7 separate regions of the Mus musculus genome follow, and all the other regions are linked to region 3. The links are chromatin contacts, called in public promoter capture Hi-C maps. All regions are on one chromosome and are shown on one strand. Each heading gives the region's core, a stretch centred on a gene start, on an enhancer-like site or on the middle of the called end of the contact. The rest is flanking DNA. Distances are from core to core; before and after follow the strand shown.

Region 1 (2,700 bases), core at 92-2,591, 910 kb before region 3:
ATGGGACCCTCAGAATTACATACTGACTGTGGTTCATACCAACACAGGTGGAAAATGGTCCGATTCTGCAAAGACTTTGAAGACAGCATCTACTGATTGTGCTAAGTAGGTGTGATGTGTGAGAAAGAGCAGTTAAGATGCTCGCTCCCCAAAAAGTAGTTGCTTAGAAAATTGTTGAAATAGAAGCAGTTAATAAAAATCTTTTATTTTTATTTGTATTGAAAAGCTAGGTTTTTGTTTTTTAAACTTTGTGGGTTAATCTAATATTTGTAATTCTGGGTCTTTTTTTCTTTTTTTTAAAGATTTATTTATTTATTATATGTAAGTACACTGTAGCTGTCTTCAGACACTCCAGAAGAGGGAGTCAGATCTCATTACGGGTGGTTGTGAGCCACCATGTGGTTGCTGGGATTTGAACTTTGGACCTTCGGAAAAGCGGTCCGGTGCTCTTACCCACTGAGCCATCTCACCAGCCTGGGTCTTTTTTTCTTGAGGGTCTTTCCCTTCAAACATGAATGGAATTGAATACACTGACAACTATACAAAGCCTGTCTTCAACTCCATTCCTCGTCCACACTTGAGTTGTATTTTAGAATTAATGAAGCATTAAAAAATGTTTCTGAGCTAAGAAGGTGGATCTCTTGATTTCGAGCCCAGTCTGATCTTTAGAGGGAATTCTAGGCCAAGGTCCATAGAGAAAAACTTTTCTTGGAAAAACAACAACAAAAAACCACCCCCACACACACCAAAACAAAAACAAAAACAAAAACAACAAAATGTTCCTGAAAACAATTTGCACAAAATGAAGGCAGCTGCAAGTGTAATATAATACTAGGTATAAACTAAATTTTCGGATAGAAATGTTCACTTTGAGTTAGCCTTTCAAGTGTCTTCAAAAGTTCCCATCCATTTTTCCTCTCCTAGTCTTTCTAACTCGACCAATTGCAGTCAACATTTTTCAACTTCGTCGTCCCTTTACGGTAGGAATCACACACATTTTTTTTTTTTAGAACTTACTTTCAAAGATGAGAGCGGTGGCTGGGCATGGAGGCACAAGCCCTAGGCTGAAGGAGGAGGGTCCCCAGTTCGAGATCAGCCTGATCTGACTTTGTTTTGGGGAGGGCGGGAGTACTTTTCACGAAGGCGGCGGCAATTTAGCAGCACCAGCATCCTCGGAAAGTCATCTCGTGCGTAAGATCCAGGGAGTCAATCACGCAACTGGGTCTGCGAGGTGGGCGGGACCTAAGCCTTGCCCCGCCCCGAGACGATTGACTGGTCCTCTGGGTTCTGTCGGAACGGGGTGTGGATTGTTAGGCGGTCCCGCATCTACTTCCGGTGGCTAGGGATGCGCATCCGGGTCACGCTAACGCCGCGGTTTCCGCCACTCTGTTGGTTCCAGAGTGGGTCCGTAATCGTCCCATGTCGTGCTGGGCAGTGTCTGCAGCCGTCTGGTGAGTCCCCGCCGCCGCCAGGGTGTGAGCGCGGTGGCTCGGGTGCAGCGTTCGGGGTCCCGGCTGAAGAGGTCCTCCTTGGTCGTGCTGGGTAGGGGGTCCCGTCACCGTCCCCCTCGTCCCTGCCTGCCGGTCTGCCCTCGAGCTTTTCCCGGGCGTCGCTCTGGCCTCGCCCCTTCTCGCCTAGGCGCCGGGTCTCTGCCTCCCCCTTCTCTCAGCACTTCTTCCCGATCCACTGTTTTTCCACCCGGAGCGTTGGGGTTCGGCTCTGTCCCCCAGCCCTCCTCGCCTGTGACCCTTCCCCCCTCCAGGGACTGGTAGATGACAAGAGTGTTGCGCCTGCCCTTTCAGAGCGAGAGGGCTTCCTCCGAGTCCAGATCCTGGCCGACTGCTCCAGCTTGGAGGCGCGAGGTTAGACTTGAGGTCGCTTCCCCAGTTAGAGAACAACAAAGGCGTCCCCAGGTCCTCGCACTGCCTCAGTTTGCTGGGCTCTCTGGGCAGCAGCGAACAGGTGGCGGACTCGCTGGCGGGCTTGTGAGATCTCCTGAATTGACAGGTCTTCGTCCTGTCTGTTTTGAGTCCTCTGTCCCACGAGAATGGATGTGCACAGCTGAGGCAAAAGTGCGGATGTTCTTCACTCTGCATGGATTTAAAGTTAGAGGACTCCGGGTTTCTAAACTTTTAAACGACTGTGATGTGGTGTGGTGTTGCTGTTTTCTGCCAAGATTCACCAATGTAATATCATTTTCCTTATAAGCCAGACATTGTTTCTTAGAACGTTCTTTTTAACTTCTTTTTCTCTAGTGTTGCTACCATGGTTTAGAAATCATGATCTTAGCATTTTAAAATTTAAGACATCTTATCTTACATTTTCTGGAGGTTTAAAATCATCTATAATGTGAAAAGGGTTAGACTTTATAATGGTTAATGTCCTGTTTCTCAAATTTTGTGATCTAAGGTATATCTAGAGGTACAAATTTGGATAATTCTTTTTTTTTCCTCCCTTCCGGTTTTTGGGGTGTTTGTAGCATATCATTGCAACCATCATTTTCTTTTCGTCATTTTGTGCGTGATCAGTCTAAAATTCAGTATTAATAATTAAATATGTACAGAACAAATAACCGCGTTTATTATTGGTTCCTCTTGGCACAGTTCTCCCTCATATACACATAAGAGAATAGAACATAGACTGCCATATTCCAAAATTGGGCCACTCCCTTCACCTATTTTTAGCAAAGGACTTTGGAGC
Region 2 (2,868 bases), core at 66-2,565, 860 kb after region 3:
AGTCTGGCAGAGGCTCCTCCCCCTTCCCACTGGCTGTGCGGTCCACAGCCTGCAACAGAATTTAGCTCCTCTTCCCTTCCTCCTTTTTGTATTAGTGGGTGTCTTAAAATTTGCGCTGGAAGAACAAAAGAGGAAAAGGAATAGTAGAGAGAAAATTATTGCCTCCCAACGTTAAGTAGAGTGACTCTGGCTGGCTTCTTGGGGTTTTTCCTCTGGACCAGATGATTGGCAGGCAGGAAGGTGTGTGTGTGTGTGTGTGTGTGTGTGTGTGTGTGTGTGTGTGTGTGTGTGTGTGTGTGTGTATGTGTGTGTGTGTAGTAACAGCTGTGGCCTTAAACAGTTCAGGACTATGAGTTCTTCAGTTACACACGTGTATGTGCCGAGGCAGGGACAGGGGTGATTGCAGGGAGCGTTGGCAGCAACCATCTCCAAAGTCTCTCTTTGCCCAGGCTTGCTCTGGCTTGCACACTGATCCTCCCAGAGGAGGACTCAGAATGTCCAAACAAACCGCGGGGGTGGGGGTGGGGGGCAGGGCCCCGCCCATGCAGGTGGTTTAGGCTGTAAGGAATAGGAATTGAAATGTTGCTTGCTTTAAGCCGGTTCGTGGGCTGAGTTAGACCTCTCTGCCTTGCTCTTGAGTCTGCAAAATTGGTCCAGCTACCTCCCTTCTCGGAAAGCTGTTGAGAGGGTTAGATGAAGCAGTGTTTATCAGAGACTTAGTACAGTGCTAGCTGAGGAAGAGCTGGACCTCAGTGGGGCGTTATTAGCCAGGGAAGGCAAAGTCTGGGCTGTAATCACTACAGCAGTTACTGTCAGATAGATACACGGTAGGTGCGGGGTCATTACGCAATAATCCTGAGACAGAGTCATGCATCCCAGGCTTGCCTTGAACTCCTAACCCTCCGGACACCACCCTCCTCAGTGCTGGGGTTACAGGTGTTCATCGCCGTAGCTGTTTTCTATAGTTCTGGGAATTGAACCCAGGGCTTCTTGTATGCTAGAACTGAGCCACACCCTTATGGTTTGTAGGTTTTGAGGGATCTGAGGACTAGCTCATCACCACTATCTCCTCACCCCACCAGAGGGAAATGAAGACCACAGTCCATAGGGCTGGGGATGGAATGGGTCGCTACCTAACAAGTGTAAGGCCCCGGCTTCCACCCCGCCACTGCAGAAAGACAACCGAAAGACGAGCCTGAAAACGTTGGCAAAGTCGCAAGTGTAAATAACGAATATGATTTAGTGAGTAGCTGGCAGGAAGGTCGGCTGGGGTGATAAGGATGTCAGGAAGTGGACAGGGTTGGCACATGACCTAGAGAAACAGCAAGTGAGGGAGAGACCAGCAAGAGGCTGTTCTGTGTTCTGTCTTCCAGCCAGCAAATTCCCGAGCACCCGGCTTTGGTCCAGCTGGTGATGAGATGGGGGCCGGCCAGTCTGTGTGCTTCCCACCCATCTCGGGACCCCACCACATTGGCTGCACGGATGTGATGGAGGGTCACAGTCTTGAGGTAAGTGTCCCAAGCTCCGCCCCTGCTCTGTTCCACTGCGGGGACTTCACCAGCACAGGTCCAAGTGTGTAAGTTCTGGGCTGCTAAGTTACAGCTGGGCAGAGTTTGGACATCAGCCTTTTGGCCTGTTTTCCTGCTGGCTTTTAAATTCCTCATTTAAACTCTTAGAACCTCCGCAGATGGCCGAGTTCTTTCTGCAGCAAGGAGGAGCCAGAGGCACCTCACAGACCCTTTCTCCTGTCGTGAGTCCAGGCATCTGACCCTAGAGAGGTTTTTCGATGCCATCCTGATGTAGGGGGACAGGATGAAGCATAGTGGGCCACAGGCCACTGTCCTGACTCTACAGCTTGGGTGGGAAGATGAGGTCTTCACCTCTAGCCTCCCATTCACTTCTCTCTGGTTTCTGAACCTCCTGCCAATTCCTAAGCTTTTCTTTTTCTTTGTTTCCTCTTCCTCCTCCTCCTCTTCCTCTTCTTCCTCCTCTTCCTTTTTAACATTTTTGAGGTTTCTCATGTAGCTCAGGCTGCCCTCCAACCGGAAATGTAGCCAAGAATGACCATAAGCCCCTGATCCTCCCACCTCCAGGACTTCAGGCACGTGCCACCATGACCCAACAAGTTCCTTAGGTTTTTGTCCCCGGTGGTTGGGCTCACCTCTGTTCTGTGAGAGACACCCACTTCCTGGTAACCCCTCTCCTGCTCCCTCTCCTGACCAAGCCTTCTGCTGCCACTGAGTTCATCCTAAGAGCAAAGACCTAGCCCCCCCACCTCCCTCGTTCGCACGGAGCCTAGGTCCACAGTATGGCGCTGTTCCAGGATGTAATTGGAAATGCACTTGACAGTCAGGACATAAGCCCTCTGATGTGCTAGCCACAAAATTGTTTCTGGATCGGAGGAAGCCTCTGTTTCTCTGTTGGTGCCCCAGACTCCTGCTGACCCCAAATGCCTAAGCTTTGTGGTCCCAGCAGCTGCTCCCTTCTTTTCCCCAGGGGAGCCTCTTCCGACTCTTCTACCCTTGCCAAGCATCAGAGAAGTGCGAGCAGCCCCTGTGGATTCCCCGCTACGAGTACAGCATGGGTCTGGCCGATTACCTGCAGTATAACAAGCGCTGGGTGGGGTTGCTGTTCAACGTGGGTATCGGTAAGGCTGGCCCGGCCCTGGCTGCTTCCCGGGTGCCTGGTTACATCCCCAGAAGAGACCCAGGCAGACACAGGAACTATTTAGCTTGCATAGTCCAGTCCTTGGTTTGGAGAGATGGGAGAGACTTGGACGCGTGAGAATCTGGGTCATGGGTTCAAATCCAGACTTTGTAATTTACTGGCAGTGGGACTTGGGCCAGTCCCTTATCCCACTTGCCCTGC
Region 3 (2,812 bases), core at 216-2,715:
GTCTTACTATATATCCCTGATTGGCTTAGAAGTTGCTATACAGACCAGGCTAACCTCTAACTTGTAGCAATTTTCCTGCCTCTTCCTCCCCAGTGCTAGGACTCCAGTCACGCACCATCTTATCCTGACCAGCAAGATGAATCACTGGGTAAAATTGACTGCCTCAAAATCCTAGCAACTCAACCCTAAAAACCCAGATACTGGTGGCAGGAATAAACTGGCCCCTTAAAACTGTCCTGTCACAAACACTACTACTACTACTAATAATAATAATAATAATAATAATAATAATAAATTTCTTTGGTTTTGTTTTTTTTCTGAGACAAGGCTTCTCCGTGTAGCCCAAGCTGTACTAGAACCCATTCTGTAGACTAGGCTGGCCTCAAATTCAAAGATCCACCTGCCTCTGGCTCCTGAGTGCTGGGATTAAAGCAACACCCGGCTCCAAATAATTTTTTAAAGCAAGAAACCCTCAACAAATTCCCCAAATGCAAAGCCTAGTCTCTTCCGTGTCTGCATCCCCAGGACCCAGTCTTATTATGTGTCTGGTACACGACAATGACAAGTACTTAGGTGCTAGGCAGGGTGGCCCATATCCAAGTTCCCGCACTCTGAAGACAGAGGAAGAATAACCCTGATTTGGAAGTCACTTGGTCTATATAGCAAGTTCTGCGTAAGCCAGGGATATAGAGCAAGACCCTGACTCAAGAAAAAAAAACAACAGGAACTGATATTCCTAAGCTTCACCTCACAGACGAGGTAACTGAGGATAAACCAGGAGGGAGCTTAACCTACAGGTCTCCGGCTCACTTCCTCAGTCAGTATACTTTCAAGTATAAAGAGACCACGTGCTAACCGCCCCCCCGGGCTCTCACTACCCTACACAGTATTGATAGGCAGGCTCCACTTTGGGTAAGATGCAGATCATATCGAGAAGAGTCGGCCCAGAGATGCTCTAAAGAGTAACCACCATTAGGGATGCTCTACACAGTAACCATTAAAATGAAAGCAGAAACACCCGTGGAGCGCAGAGTGGGTGCGGAAGCTCTGGGGTCACTCTGGGACAACGAAAACTGCTCTTGGGGGCTAAGTGCAGGGCGCTGACGGCGTTGGAGCGAGACTTCACTCGCGGGCTGGGCAGACCGGAAGCTGGGACGCGGGGACCCGGGGACCCGCGCGGCCGGGGTGGGGGAGGTCTCGGCCGACCGCGGAGAAGGGCTGCGGCGCGGGCCACGTCGTTTACCTCCTGCACGCCGCCCTCGTGCTGCTGCGCCATGGCCAGCAGCATGCCGTCGAAGCGCTCCTCCTCCTGCTCCCCTCCCATCGTGCTGCGCCCCGAGCTCCGCACTCGCGTTCTGCGATGCCCGCGCTCCCCACGGTTCGCGCGGGCCCAACGGCTCCCCTCGCTAGCCTTCCGCAGCGGAGCCGGAAACACGCAGGAGCCGCCCGGCCGTGCGGGTTCGCCCTTCCCGGCTTTCTTCCCGCCTCCCCGCCCATCGGTGCCCATTGAGCTCCCGGAACACAACCCGCTTCTCTGGCCATTGGCTAAGCCGAGGAGCAAATCAACAGTCGCGGTCCCAAGGCAGTGGGCGGGGCTCGCTGCCGCAGAGTTTGGCTTGAGTTGCTATGGTCACCAGATACCTGGGAGCTTTCTAGAAAGCTCTGAGCTCACATCTTAATAGGGCTGGAAGTTTTGATCAAGTGATACTGTTAGCCTTCTCCTCCTACAAGCCGCAGTTAAGACTCAGGAAGAAAGCACTCACCAAAGGGTCAACCTACTAGACGTTTAAGAAAAGAGCACAAAACTGTAGTTTGAGTAGAACAGTTTTACAAACTGTTTGCACTAGGATTAATGCTCTTTCATTACTGTCTGAAAATCCTTAGTTTTTCTGTTTTTTTGTTTGTTTGTTTTGTCGTTGCTGTTGACGGCAGAGGTGATGGCTTGTTTTGTTTTGTTGAGACATGCCCCGTGTATCCAAGGCAAAGACAAACTTGTGTTCCTGGCCTGCCTGCCTTCACTTCCAAGCACTGAGATTGCATGCAGGCTTGTATAGCCTGAAGATTCCCCACCGCCGGCGCGTACATTTATTTATTACTTTGTAAACCTGAGAGTGCTATACTGTTACAAGATTATTACATTAACTTTTCCAGAGAGCCTGGCTATCTCACACCTTGGAATAGGAACTCTTAAGGGTTGAACGTCACTCCCAAAGAGCAGGTTCCTTCTATCAGATTGAGGTCTCTGAGAGCTGGTCTGGGTCATCTCCATGTTAGAAGCTGTGCTGATTAATTTTATATCAACTTGACATTAGAGTCAGCAGAGAGGAGGGTGCCACAATTGAGAAAATGCATCCTTAAGATCCTTCTGTAGGCAAACCTGTAGGGTGTTTTCTTAATTAGTGATTGATGGAGAAGGTCAGCCCACAGTGGGTGGGGCTATCTGTGGGCTAGTGGTCTTGAGTTCTATAAGGAAGCAACACCTTCTATGATCTCTGCATCAGCTCCTGCCTCCAGGTTCCTACCCTGTTTGAGTTTCTATTCTTACTTTCTTCAAAGATGGACTAATATGTGGAAATGTAAGCCAAATAAACCTTTTTCTCCCCAATCTGTTTTTGGTCATAGTATTTCATCACAGCAAAAGAAACCCTAGTACAAGCCAGGCAGTGGTGGCAGGTGCCTTTAATCCCAGCACTTGGGAGGCAGAGACAGGTGGATTTCTGAGTTCGAGGCCAGCCTGGTCTACAGAGTGAGTTCCAGGACAGCCAGGGCTATACAGAGAAACCCTGTCTCAAAAAAAAAGAAAAGAAAAAAG
Region 4 (2,700 bases), core at 190-2,689, 990 kb after region 3:
TGTTCAAGCCTACAAAGTCCCTGTGTGCCAGACTTCTTGCTAAAGGCCACTTAACTGTGCTACTCCTGCCATTACGCCCTCTCCTGTCCTGCTTCATCTCCAAAGACTCCAACCGAATCTAAACCTCGGGTTTAACAAGCTGCCGGTTCTATTACTCTGGTGTTTAAATCTTTCAACTCTCTTCTAGACTCCACAGTCCTGCCAGCAGGATATACCCCATCTTCCAGCTCTCTTAAGACCAAGCTCTAATACAGTTTGGCAAGTACACGATCTGCGACCATACTCACTCCCTAGTCTTCTGCTGGGGCCATGCTACTACCGGGCTACCAGCTCCCAACACACCTATCTGTGCCCCAGTCTATACCACTGCCTCTGTGGGACCCAACTTATCCAGCTTATCTCAGTCCCTCAGCACCCAGCTCATCCATCACTCTGTCCCTGGCAGCCTGGGGTTCGCAGTTCACTCCGTGGCAGCCTGGATCGCCTTCCGAGGGTGCTCAAAACAGAAATGGAAGTAACCGAACGGCCCATATCCCGGCCTCCGGCAGCCGCTGTAAGCACTTGGCTTGCTTTTAAGAAACCGCTGTAGGCGACACTAACTTGGCTTCGAGGCCCCGCCCCCCGCGTGCCCGCTAGACGCTCTAGCCGGTTCCGCAGCCCCGGCTCTCCCTCCGCACATCGGCGCTGCCGCAGCTCCTTCTGCGCTGGCCGTGCCCGCGTCTTCCCGTGCGGCCACTCTCGGCAGACCCTCTCTGCTCCGAGAGCGCCTCGACCCGGCAGGTCCTGGGCCAGGGAGAAACTTTAGCCCAGCGGTGCCCGGCGGACACCCGGGCAGAGCGCGCGAGGGTCTCACGAGGCGCCGGTGGCCAGCAAGATGCAGCCCCCTGCGCCCTCAACGACGGGTCCCCACCCCCGCGACGGCGACCCGGCCCGGGCCAAGGTCGGCCAAGTTCCTACCGCGCGTCCAGCGGCCCTTGGACCCGCGGGCCGGGCCGGGCCGCTCAGTAGCCTCCAGGCCGGCGTAGGTCCCAGATACGCCGCGCGGCCCGGGGCGTACCGCGCTCCAACGGCTGGGGCGACCCCAACCGCTGGGTGACACGGCCAGCAACTACGCCTGGGGACCAGTGCCCTCACCGAGGGGGGCAGACAGCGGCGACTCCCGCGAGAACTTGCACGGGAACAGGGAACGCGTGCTCCCCTGCGCCGGGACGGAGACGCCGGCGACGGCCCAGGGCGCTCACCGAGCCCGTCTCCTGTGGGACCCCGCATCGGGCTTAGCCCGGACTCCAGCGCCACACTCACCTCAGCCCCTCCTACCCCAGCGGGCGGCCCGGCCTCGAAGTCCCTCACTTCCGCTGACCCGCCTCCGGAAGCAATCATTTGCAGCTGCGCGGCGAGCACCACGCCCAGGAGAGGCGGGCCTAGAGAGGGGCCCGGAATGGACGCGGGCTCTGAGTGGACGGCAGACCGGCCAGGAGGCCACACCCCTCCCCGGGCCACGCCCTCACCCCTCCGGGGGAGGGCACGAAGTCTGTGCGCGCATCCCGCTGGAGTTTTCCTCCCAAGTTTAGTTGCTGCCGTAGGAGTTGCTTCCCGTGTTTAGTGTCAACAAACTTCTGGGAAGCGGTAGTCTGCCAGTGTTGCTGCTCAGCACTGGAAATAGTCCATACTCCTGCTGCAGATCTCCGAATCCTCTCATCTTGGCATTTCAGCCTTTCCTATCTAGTCTGGACCCTCGTCCCATTTCATGCTCCCCCAGATACATCCCCCAGCAAAAATGGCTGCTTTCGCCTTTCAGGCATGCCCTCCAGTGCTTCGGAATAGCTGTCTTCTATTTTAAAGTTCTCTGTCTCACACACGCTCATACACGTACACACGTGTGCAGCATAGTTCAGTCTGTTAATGAGATGGGTGGATTGATGGCACTCGGAGACACCAAAGCTCTCAAGGTCGCTCTTTCTACCGGTCTCCATGGCATCCAGTTAATGGGCATACACTTTCTTCTCTGCACGTGGCTTTGCCTGACTCACCAGTTCTCCCAAAGCCTATAATCCCCACCTGCCAGGGACAAATCTTTTGGATTCGTGGGTGGACAGCTTTGTGCAGTCACAATGGGCATTATGCCCAGACCTGCCTTACTACACCCATACATGCTTTATTTCTCTATTGTTGTCCTCTGGAAATTACAGTTATATGTTGCTGAAGAACGGGTACTCTTTGGGAAACGTGTCCTTAGGTGACTGAGTTACACAAACATTATAGAGTGAGTACGTACACACACCTACAGAATATACTACATCCTAGGTGAATTGGTAAAGCCTATTGCTCCAGGCTACAAAAACCTGCACAGTTGCAACTGTGCTAAATCCCAGGGAAGTTGTATCACAATTGTAGACATTTACTTCTAAACACCGGTAGGGCACATGCCAAGATAGATAGCTGGAATTTCTCAGCTCCTTTTTGATTGTTGGGTATCACTGTCAGATAGTCTATCAGCGACAAAGCCACTGATAGAACCTAGTGGGGAAACCCCCACTCAATTCCCGATTCGGTGTGCACCCAAAAAATCACGAAGGACCATCTTGATGGAATTAAATGAGGTCGTTTAATTACGGAGCTCCGGACCGACATGCATCCCACACAGGAGATAACGGATGTCGGCCACGAGGCTGGAAAGCTAGGGGTTTTTATGGGGTAAGG
Region 5 (2,751 bases), core at 23-2,522, 780 kb before region 3:
TTCACAGAGATCCACCTGCCTCCACCTCCCAAGTGTTGGGGTTAAAGGCGTGTGCCAACCCCTCCCCCAGGTAGGGTTTCTTTCTTTGAAAACATGAACATGTTATCTATGCCCTGGATACAAGCCTGTGTGTGCGTATGAACATGTGTGCTGGAGTGTGTGCTTGTGTGTGTGTGTGTAGAGGACAACTTGTAGGAGTTGTGATGGAGCAGCCTGACTCCACCTTAAGTTCTGAAGCCATCTTATCATACTACCAAAATAAGTCCATTCCTCTTTTCTATAAAACTTAATTTGACCAGGTCTTGACCAACTTTCTGAATTTCGACAGGTTCCACACCCTATACCCTGATTTCAGTCTGATAGACGTTCTGCCAAATAATGCTGAAATGTTCGACCAAGTGCCTACATAACCCTTGAAAATGTCCATATTCTTGCAGTTTTGGGGGTTATATAAACCTCACCTCTTGTGTTCGATGCTGTTTTCTCATTTTGTATTTGTTTTGTTTTTTCGAGACAGGGTTTCTCTGTGTAGCCTTGGCTGTCCTGGAACTCACTCTGTAGACCAGGCTGGCCTCGAACTCAGAAATCCTCCTGCCTCTGCCTCCTAAATGCTGGGATTAAAGGTCTGTGCCACCACTGCCCGGCGATGCTGTTTTCTCAAAACCCCAGTTTAGCGAGATAGCCATCTCTGACAAAATTAAGCTTGCTTAATTTGACCAAAAATTGTTTAATCATTTCTACTCATCTTCAGTGGGATTAACAGTTGAGCCTCTCCTTCCACCATCACGCAGGTATTTATTTATGAATACAATATCACTATCTTCAGACACACCAGAAGAGGACAGCAGATCCCATTATAGATGGTTGTGATCCACCATGTGGTTGCTGGGAATTGAACTCGGGAGTTCTGGAAGAGCAGAAAACTAGCAGTTTGGCGGGAAAAGGGGGCTAGCGAGCGGCGGAAGTGATGTAGGGTTGCATGCGACGGAGATGGGGTGTGTGTGAAGAATGCTTGAGGATGGCCCCGGAAGTATCGTTTTGATTGGTTGTTTTCTTGAATACTGTCCTATCGGAAATTTGCCCTCAGTAAAGATGGCCGCGCATGCTTCCATTCCTTCTTGGGGCCGGGTGTTTTTCCTAAGCTTGGCCTTGATACCGAAAAAAAAAGGAGGGGACTCATGAGTTCTGATTGGCTGAAGGTAAATGTGTCCAGGGCGCTGATTGGCTGTCCCTTCGCGGGAAGGAGTTTGTGGCGCCAGTGCAAAGTAGCCAGAAGGCTGCCACGCCAGAGCGGCACAGAGTTCCCAAGTGTTCTTAGTTTTCGTGTCCGAGCGTCTTGGGCCGCTCTCTCCGGAGAACTGCGACCAGGATGTGGAATAGTAATGGCGGGCGTGGGGAGAGTCACGCGAGGGTGTTGGGAGTGGGCGAGTCTGGCGCAGGAAGGCCGGGACGGAGCGAGAGGCCCGAGGCGGGCTCGGCGGCGTTCGCGGGGTGGCAGGGGGATTGTCGCGGCTGGGGCGGTGGGGACAGCGGTCGCCAGGTATAGAGATGGGGAGCGCAGCGCAGACTCTGACGACGGTCGTTCCCCGCAGGCGGATTCGAAAGCTTCAGCAGCTCCACCTATGGCGGAGCAGGCGGCTACACGCAGTCCCCCGGTGGCTTCGGGTCGCCCACACCGTCGCAGGCGGAGAAGAAATCGGTACGTAGACTGACGGCTCCGTTCTCATTTGTGTCCTGGCCAGGAGGGAACGTGTTTTCGTGCGGGAGGGTGGCACACCCCAAGGTGTCAGAAGCTGTCCGTTACCTACCTTGTCTTTTGTATGGTCAAGTGGGGAACAGGGTTTTTATTATTTTATTGTTTGGCAAGCCTGCAGTGGTTCGCCCGGCCTCCATTTTCCTGGCCCTACCACTCGAAAGTATGCTTTAGTAGAGTTTAATATCGCTGTCCCCAGGGCACAAAAATCCCTGAAGAACAAGAGTCCACTGTGTTCAGAACAGGTTTGGGGTTGTTTCCTGTTGGTAACTGACAGGAAGGACACGCTAAGCCTTAATCTGCTGGGCTTTTTCTGCCTCGTACATATTCATTGTATGACCAAGTGTTTTGGAGGTGTTTGTAGCTCTGGCTGGCCTGGAACTCAGAGATCCACCTGCCTGTACACTGTAGTTGTCTTCAGACACACCAGAAGAGGGCATCAGATACCACTACAGATGGTTGTGAGCCACCGTATGGTTGCTGGGAATTGAACTCAGGACCTCTGGAAGAGCAGTCAGTGCTCTTAACCGCTGAGCCATCTCTCCAGCCCAAAAAGATCCTTTCTTAAAAAACAAACAAACTACATTGCTCGTAGGTGGCTTGAGAGGCAAGTGTCTTTGCTAGATGCTCCTCTGCCCACTCCATCTGACTCTCCTGTTAAGATGCCCAAAGATGAGCAGCTTGACGAAACTCACCAGGTTTTCTGCAGAGACTGCCATCTGGTTGCCAGAATATCTCCTAAAAGAAGCTATACTTCTAACTTCTTCCATTTTATCAAGAAACCTAGAGCATCTTCGTAGTCCTTTTTCTGCTTGTCATTTCTCAAGCCTTTTCACAAGGCCCTGTTGTCTCCGTGGTGTCCTGAACACTGCTCTTGCTATGTCTGGGATGTGCTCTTTCTACCCCTACCTCTCTGAGACAGTTGTTTTCTTGTTGTTGTTTTGTTTTGGGTGTCTGTGTGTGTGTGTGTGTGTGTGTGTGTGTGTGTGTGTGTATCC
Region 6 (2,700 bases), core at 110-2,609, 960 kb after region 3:
AGAAAGGACTGGGAACTGCTCATGAAGAGCCTTGCATGAGACACTTCATTCAGTCCCCAGAACTGCAGATGAATAAGGAAACAGATAGGACATGTCCCGCCACTTATAATATATTCTAAGGGTTTTCGTGTAATACATATGAAATTCATATATAAAATTTATATAAAACCAGACATACGAAAAGTTACAAGAAATATTCACCCAGGGCTGGAGAGAGGGCTCACTGGTTAAGAGTGTGTCCTGCCCTTCCAGGAGATCTGAGTTTGATTTCCAGCACACATATTGGGTGGCTCACAATCTCCTGTAACTCTAAATAATAATTACAAACTTTCTTTTAGTTCTGCTTTGAACTGACAGAGATCTGCCTGCCTCTGTCTCTCAAGTGTTTGCATTTAAGCCTCCCATGCCTGCTAGACAAGCACTCTAACAAATGAAGTTACAGCCTCATCCCTGGATTCCAATTTTGTTTCTTTTGTTTTTTTTTTTGAAACAGTGTTTCTCTGTCCTGGAACTTGCTCTGTACACCAGGTTTGTTTTGTAACTCACAGAAATCCACCTGCCTCTGCTGGGATTAAAGGCCTGTGGTTCCACCACCCAATTCCTTGATTCGATTTTTTATTTCATGTTTTCAAAGATCTTCCATGTATTGGCTCAGTTACTCTTACATGCCAATTAGTGGCAACCCCTAGTGTCGGGTAACCAACCACTGGGTCAGCCAGGGACAAAAGGGTTTAGAGTGGGGTCTAGAACCTGGCTCCACTGCTCCAGGAGGGGAGGCTCTGGAGTAAAACTGTGCAGTCTGAGACTGGAGAGATGGCTCAGCGGTTAAGAGCACTGGTTGCTCTTGCAGAGGACCCTGATTTGATTCCTAGCTCCTATATGGTGACTCAGAAGAGCCTATACTCTAGCTCCATCCTCGGAATCCTACTCTTCTGTCCTCCATTTACACCTATGCTCATGCGCGCATGCCTACAGACACCCCCCAACATAATTCTTAAAAATTATGCATAAATATATTTACATAAATATATCAACACAATATATTAATATACACTCACTTATAGAGTATATGCATGTATTTTATTTTATCATGTATTCTATAATACTTATATAGTATAGTCACAAATTATATGAGTACATATTATATATGTGGATACATATTACATATTATAATATGTATTCATATATATATTTCTGAAAAAAAGTGCAGTCCTGCCAAACCAAACTTGGTAGTGACCTACACATGCAGAGGGTGCAGAGTCCACACAGGAATGAAGAGCAAAGCAGGAAGAGCTCCCGGGAACCGCCCGGCTTCCTTAGCGCACTGGGCGTGGTTAGGGGCGGGGCTTACGTCATTACGGCCGGGCAGAGCCCTGCCTCCTGCAGTGGCGGGAGATCTGAACGCGGGTTGGCGCTAACGCCGGCTGCAGTGGTGCGCGGTGCGCGGCCGCCATGAGGCATAGAGGGCCCGAGGAGGAGGCGTGTGGTGTGTGGTTGGACGCGGCGGCGCTGAAGAGGCGGAAGATGCAGGTGGGACGCCAATATTGAGGCGATACGCGGGCTTTGGGGGACGCCTGAAGGGAGGGGGTCGGCATAAAGGGAGGACGGGATTCGGGGCGACTGGCAGCGTGAGGCCTTTGAACTGGCGCCTCAGGCGTCCTGTGGCATGCTGGGAAGGGCTCCACGACTGGTCACCTACAGGGTGCGGTCTACCCAGTTTGCCAGAACCAGCAACATGGAAAATGCAGATCAGATCGGGGATCTGGCCCAACATTAAATGAGCATCCCTGGGGTGCTGGAGACTAATTGGGCGTTTAATATGCGTTGGCTGTGTCATTAATCTTTTTTTTTTTCACTAGTGAAAGAGGGTTGAGTAATCCAGGTTCCCCCAGTTCGCTTATTACCAACAAGTGTTAGACAATTGCTTGTTTAGCATCTTATGCTGGCCGTTGTGTTTAGGGTTTTAAGTAATATTACCTTGTTTGGTCCAGCTATATGCTAGTATCAGTCCAATTACCTAGGCAGAACATGATATGTCCCCATAAGTAGTTTCAAGAGAAATGTGACTTTTGGAGTTTAGAAAGATTGCTGTTGATTTGAGACTATTAAAGCAGATTGAATGGAACAGGTGGAGATCTGAGATTTAAATAGTATGATTAGCAGTCTAAAGAGCAGCTGTTAACCATTTTTTGCTGATGAAAAATTGGAGATTCTTGGTTTTTGTTTTGTTTTGAGCCAGGGTTTTTTTTCTGTTATGTAACTGGCTATTCTGGAACTCACTGTGTAGAGCTGGCTGGCCTTGAGCTCAGAGATCCACCTCTTTGCTTCCCTAGTGCTACGATCAGCGTGTGCAACCACACCCGACTGAAAAATTGAGGATTCTTAAAGTCATCTTACAACCGAAGTCATTTTCTTCCCCGGGGACAGCGTTTCTCTGTGTAGTCCTGGCTGTCCCTGAGCTCAGAGAGCCACCTGCTTCTGCTTCCCAAGTGCTGAGATTAAAGGCCACCATTGCCTGGCTGAAGTAATTTTTTGAGGGTAACAAACTTTCACATTTTTTTCCTCTTAACATTTTTGGAGCCGGGCGTGGTGTCGCACGCCTTTAATCCCAGCACTCGGGAGGCAGAGGCAGGCAGATTTCTGAGTTTGAGGTCAGCCTGGTCTACAAAGTGAGTTCCAGGACAGCCAGAGCTATACAGA
Region 7 (2,700 bases), core at 11-2,510, 700 kb before region 3:
TTGAAATAAGTGCAGCCAGGGACCAGTGTGGATAAAGAATTTGTAGGCTGAAGCACATGGATATGTTAAAAGAATAAAGAAATCCAGGAAACAGCCAAGCATTCATTCGCTTCCTGGGCTTGTTCTTTTGAACCTTCCAGGGCCCTTACATTTGCACAGAAGAAACGATATCGAGTCTATCTCATTGAAGATTCAACACAGACATCTCACAGCTCCGCTCCAATCTCTCATGGCAGTGGCTAAAAGGACAGTGCATCGAACAAAAGCCCATTTGCTTCGAGATACAGATTAAAATGAACATTAAAGCCAAAATATTTTGTCTGAATATCCTACCATGTGATTGACTCAGGCCTAGGAGCTGAGCATGATGCAAGGGTTTTTGCCCTTGAAGATCTCAATGTAACAGAAGCCCGAGAGGTAACACGTTAATAACCAGGAAGAGCCGCAACAGCAGAAAGGGCTCTAACCCCGATGCATCCTCGTGCAAAGCAGTTCCTATTCATTCATCTTGCACCCCACTCAACGCGGAAACCATCCTACTACTTCTCTGAACTTCCCAGGGGATGAAAATGCTGTATGCTAACAACTTCTGCTGTCTTTTGTACCGGGTTTCGTGCTGGTCTGGTCAGAGAACAAGGGGGAACAGTCCCGCGCCATCCCTGCCCGCAAGGAGCACCTAGTCCGCTTGGAGGGTGCAGCAGCCACGGAGGGATGCAGCATCAGGTTGGACTGAGGTAGGGAAGCCAGCTCGTGCGCGCTCCAGACCTTCAGCACCCGGGGAAGGTTTGATGCTCCCCGAGAGCATCGGGCACTCAGTGATGAGTTAGGGCAAGTTAGGGGCCAAGGCCTGAAGCACCCCGGTGAGCGGCTGACCTCCCAAGCGCTGTATAAACTGAATACCTTCGAGCCCCCAAAACTCGGGTTTCCGCAGAGCCTGGGCCCCAGCTCCAGGATCCTCCACACGTCGCCCGGCCCCTCACAGCGGACAGTTTTCCCTCAATCATTCCAGGATCTTTCTGAGACGTTCGTTTCATCGCAAAAAAAAAAAAAAAAAAAAAAAGGAAGAGGAAAAAAAAATACAACCTTCTCCTTTCTGTCCGGGTTAACTCACGCCAAGCCGCTCCAGTCCCAGAAACCTCATTACTCACCAAGTCGGGCAGTCGAACAGCGGGAGGCTGGAGCCGGAGTTCACGGCTGCCGCCATCTTGCGTCTCCCCCTCCCATTTGGCGGGTCTGAAGCACGCCGGGAAACTAAGAGCTCGGGAGGGAAGAGGCGGCATCCCAGCAGCCTGTGCGCAGCGCGTGCGTGCGCACGCGCAACGCAAGGACGCTCTCCTGGGAGCGCCTCTGGCGGAGGGCATCAGGGGCTGGGTTTGAAGTCTGCAGTGTTTGCTGGAGAGGCTGGGGGCGGGTGTCTCCTTGGTCACGGGGTCAGGAGTGGTTTGTACCTTGATGCGGCTTTCGCGCTGCGTTTTCCGCCAGAAACCCTAGAGCTCTGCAATCTGCATTAACTCCCAGCTACCCACCCCCTCGGGCTTCATCTAGCGATAAGCAGGTGATGGCTAGAGATAAGAAGTGATGGCTTTTTTTTTCCCCCTTTTTCCAGCCTTCCTTCGAAACACTGCATCTGAAAACAGAATCCTTACTCATTTGTCCTTTCTGATCCCAAGTCTGATGTGTACGGCTCAGTGGTAGTGTGTTCAGCAGGCGCGAATGAGGCCACTGATTCAATTCCCCAAAACCAGTAATTTTCTTAGATCTGGGAGAATCTATAGATTAGGCGACTGTGTCAGAAATCATGTAGTCTGTTTTTGAAAACTTTGGACAAACTGCTGCAAGGCACAGACTCAAAAGGAAAAAAAGCCTCCAATTTTTAGTAACTTAACCAATTCTCAAAAATGTTTAATTCATGGCCCCTTAGGATTTTTCTCTGTGGGTCATAGTGACATAGGAAGCATTAGGGTTACCATCTTCCTCTAAGCCATTAGCTTGCTGGTTGTAATGGTTTTGTCTATTGAGTGCTTATGGGGAAGTATGTATTTCATATGGATCAGTTCACTTGGTATTCCCAAAACTCAAGACAGATTGATTCCAGAAGAGAGGCTCTAGCCTCACCTTACAAGGAGTGGTATTCGAACCTGAGTCTATGTAAAGCCAAAAGCCAGGCTCTACTAGTCCCATATGTTTCTGACAACATACCATTCCTTCGTATGCAGTGGATGGTCCTTTTTTCACTTTTGCAGAAAGATGGGATGATGACTTCACAGTTTTTAAAAGAAACAAATGGTTGGAGGGTGTGGCAGCACATATCTGAAATTCCATCTGCCTTTGCTTCCTGAGATACAGGGTTAAAGGTAGTCAACACTATGCCCTGCTAGACAGTAAAATTAATAATAATAATAATAATAAATTCTCCAGGTTTCAGTAAGCAACAGCAATAGAACATGTCATGGTTTGAATATGCTTGGTCCAGGGAGTGGCACTATTTGGAGGTTTGGACTTGTTGAAATAAGTGTATCATTGTAGGCTTGGGCTTTAAGTCCTGTATCCTGGCTACCTGGAAGTCAGTCTTCCACTAACAGCCTTCAGGTGAAAATGTAGAACTCTCAGCTCCTCCTGCACGATGCCTGCCTGGATGCTGCCATGCTCCAGCCTTGATGATAATGGACTGAACCTATGAACCTATAAACCAGCTCCAAT

What was found. Promoter capture Hi-C pulls out the DNA fragments that hold promoters and counts their contacts.
Region 1: a contact with region 3 is called in a promoter capture Hi-C map of liver, with 2.4 times the contacts expected there. The contact joins the promoter of Eya3 here to the promoter of Nudc in region 3. A contact is called at or near these places in 1 of 39 promoter capture datasets (liver) and 1 of 115 datasets of contacts at active chromatin or transcription factors (pancreatic cancer cells).
Region 2: a promoter capture Hi-C map of pre-B cells shows a contact between it and region 3, with 3 times the contacts expected there. The contact joins the promoter of Pafah2 here to the promoter of Nudc in region 3. A contact is called at or near these places in 2 of 39 promoter capture datasets (liver and pre-B cells) and 1 of 484 Hi-C or Micro-C datasets (B cells).
Region 4: a promoter capture Hi-C map of liver shows a contact between it and region 3, with 2.0 times the contacts expected there. The contact joins the promoter of Mtfr1l here to the promoter of Nudc in region 3. A contact is called at or near these places in 2 of 39 promoter capture datasets (liver and pre-B cells).
Region 5: a promoter capture Hi-C map of liver shows a contact between it and region 3, with 2.4 times the contacts expected there. The contact joins the promoter of Rpa2 here to the promoter of Nudc in region 3. A contact is called at or near these places in 2 of 39 promoter capture datasets (both in liver).
Region 6: a contact with region 3 is called in a promoter capture Hi-C map of macrophages, with 5 read pairs. The contact joins the promoter of Aunip here to the promoter of Nudc in region 3. A contact is called at or near these places in 2 of 39 promoter capture datasets (macrophages and pre-B cells).
Region 7: a promoter capture Hi-C map of liver shows a contact between it and region 3, with 2.8 times the contacts expected there. The contact joins the promoter of Ppp1r8 here to the promoter of Nudc in region 3. A contact is called at or near these places in 5 of 39 promoter capture datasets (the 3T3-L1 cell line, embryonic stem cells, hippocampal neurons and 1 more) and 1 of 9 other capture datasets (pancreatic islet).

The regions. Positions count from the first base shown.
Region 1 is chr4:132,637,705-132,640,404 of GRCm38.p6, forward strand. It overlaps Eya3 (EYA transcriptional coactivator and phosphatase 3), which reads left to right and starts at 1,342. Exons shown (of 17, transcript NM_210071.2): 1 at 1,342-1,451.
Region 2 is chr4:134,401,597-134,404,464 of GRCm38.p6, forward strand. It overlaps Pafah2 (platelet-activating factor acetylhydrolase 2), which reads left to right and starts at 1,316. Exons shown (of 10, transcript NM_001285874.1): 1 at 1,316-1,508; 2 at 2,497-2,647. The coding sequence starts at 1,419.
Region 3 is chr4:133,544,562-133,547,373 of GRCm38.p6, forward strand. Nudc (nudC nuclear distribution protein) reads right to left here and starts at 1,466. Exons shown (of 8, transcript NM_010948.3): 1 at 1,244-1,466. The coding sequence starts at 1,324.
Region 4 is chr4:134,533,948-134,536,647 of GRCm38.p6, forward strand. Mtfr1l (mitochondrial fission regulator 1-like) reads right to left here and starts at 1,440. Exons shown (of 7, transcript NM_029759.4): 1 at 1,303-1,440.
Region 5 is chr4:132,767,088-132,769,838 of GRCm38.p6, forward strand. Rpa2 (replication protein A2) reads left to right here and starts at 1,273. Exons shown (of 9, transcript NM_011284.3): 1 at 1,273-1,379; 2 at 1,593-1,699. The coding sequence starts at 1,370.
Region 6 is chr4:134,509,640-134,512,339 of GRCm38.p6, forward strand. Aunip (aurora kinase A and ninein interacting protein) reads left to right here and starts at 1,360. Exons shown (of 3, transcript NM_001081099.1): 1 at 1,360-1,530. The coding sequence starts at 1,453. It overlaps Paqr7 (progestin and adipoQ receptor family member VII), which reads left to right. Exons shown (of 2, transcript NM_027995.3): 2 at 1-598.
Region 7 is chr4:132,841,909-132,844,608 of GRCm38.p6, forward strand. Ppp1r8 (protein phosphatase 1, regulatory subunit 8) reads right to left here and starts at 1,261. Exons shown (of 7, transcript NM_146154.3): 1 at 1,149-1,261. The coding sequence starts at 1,204.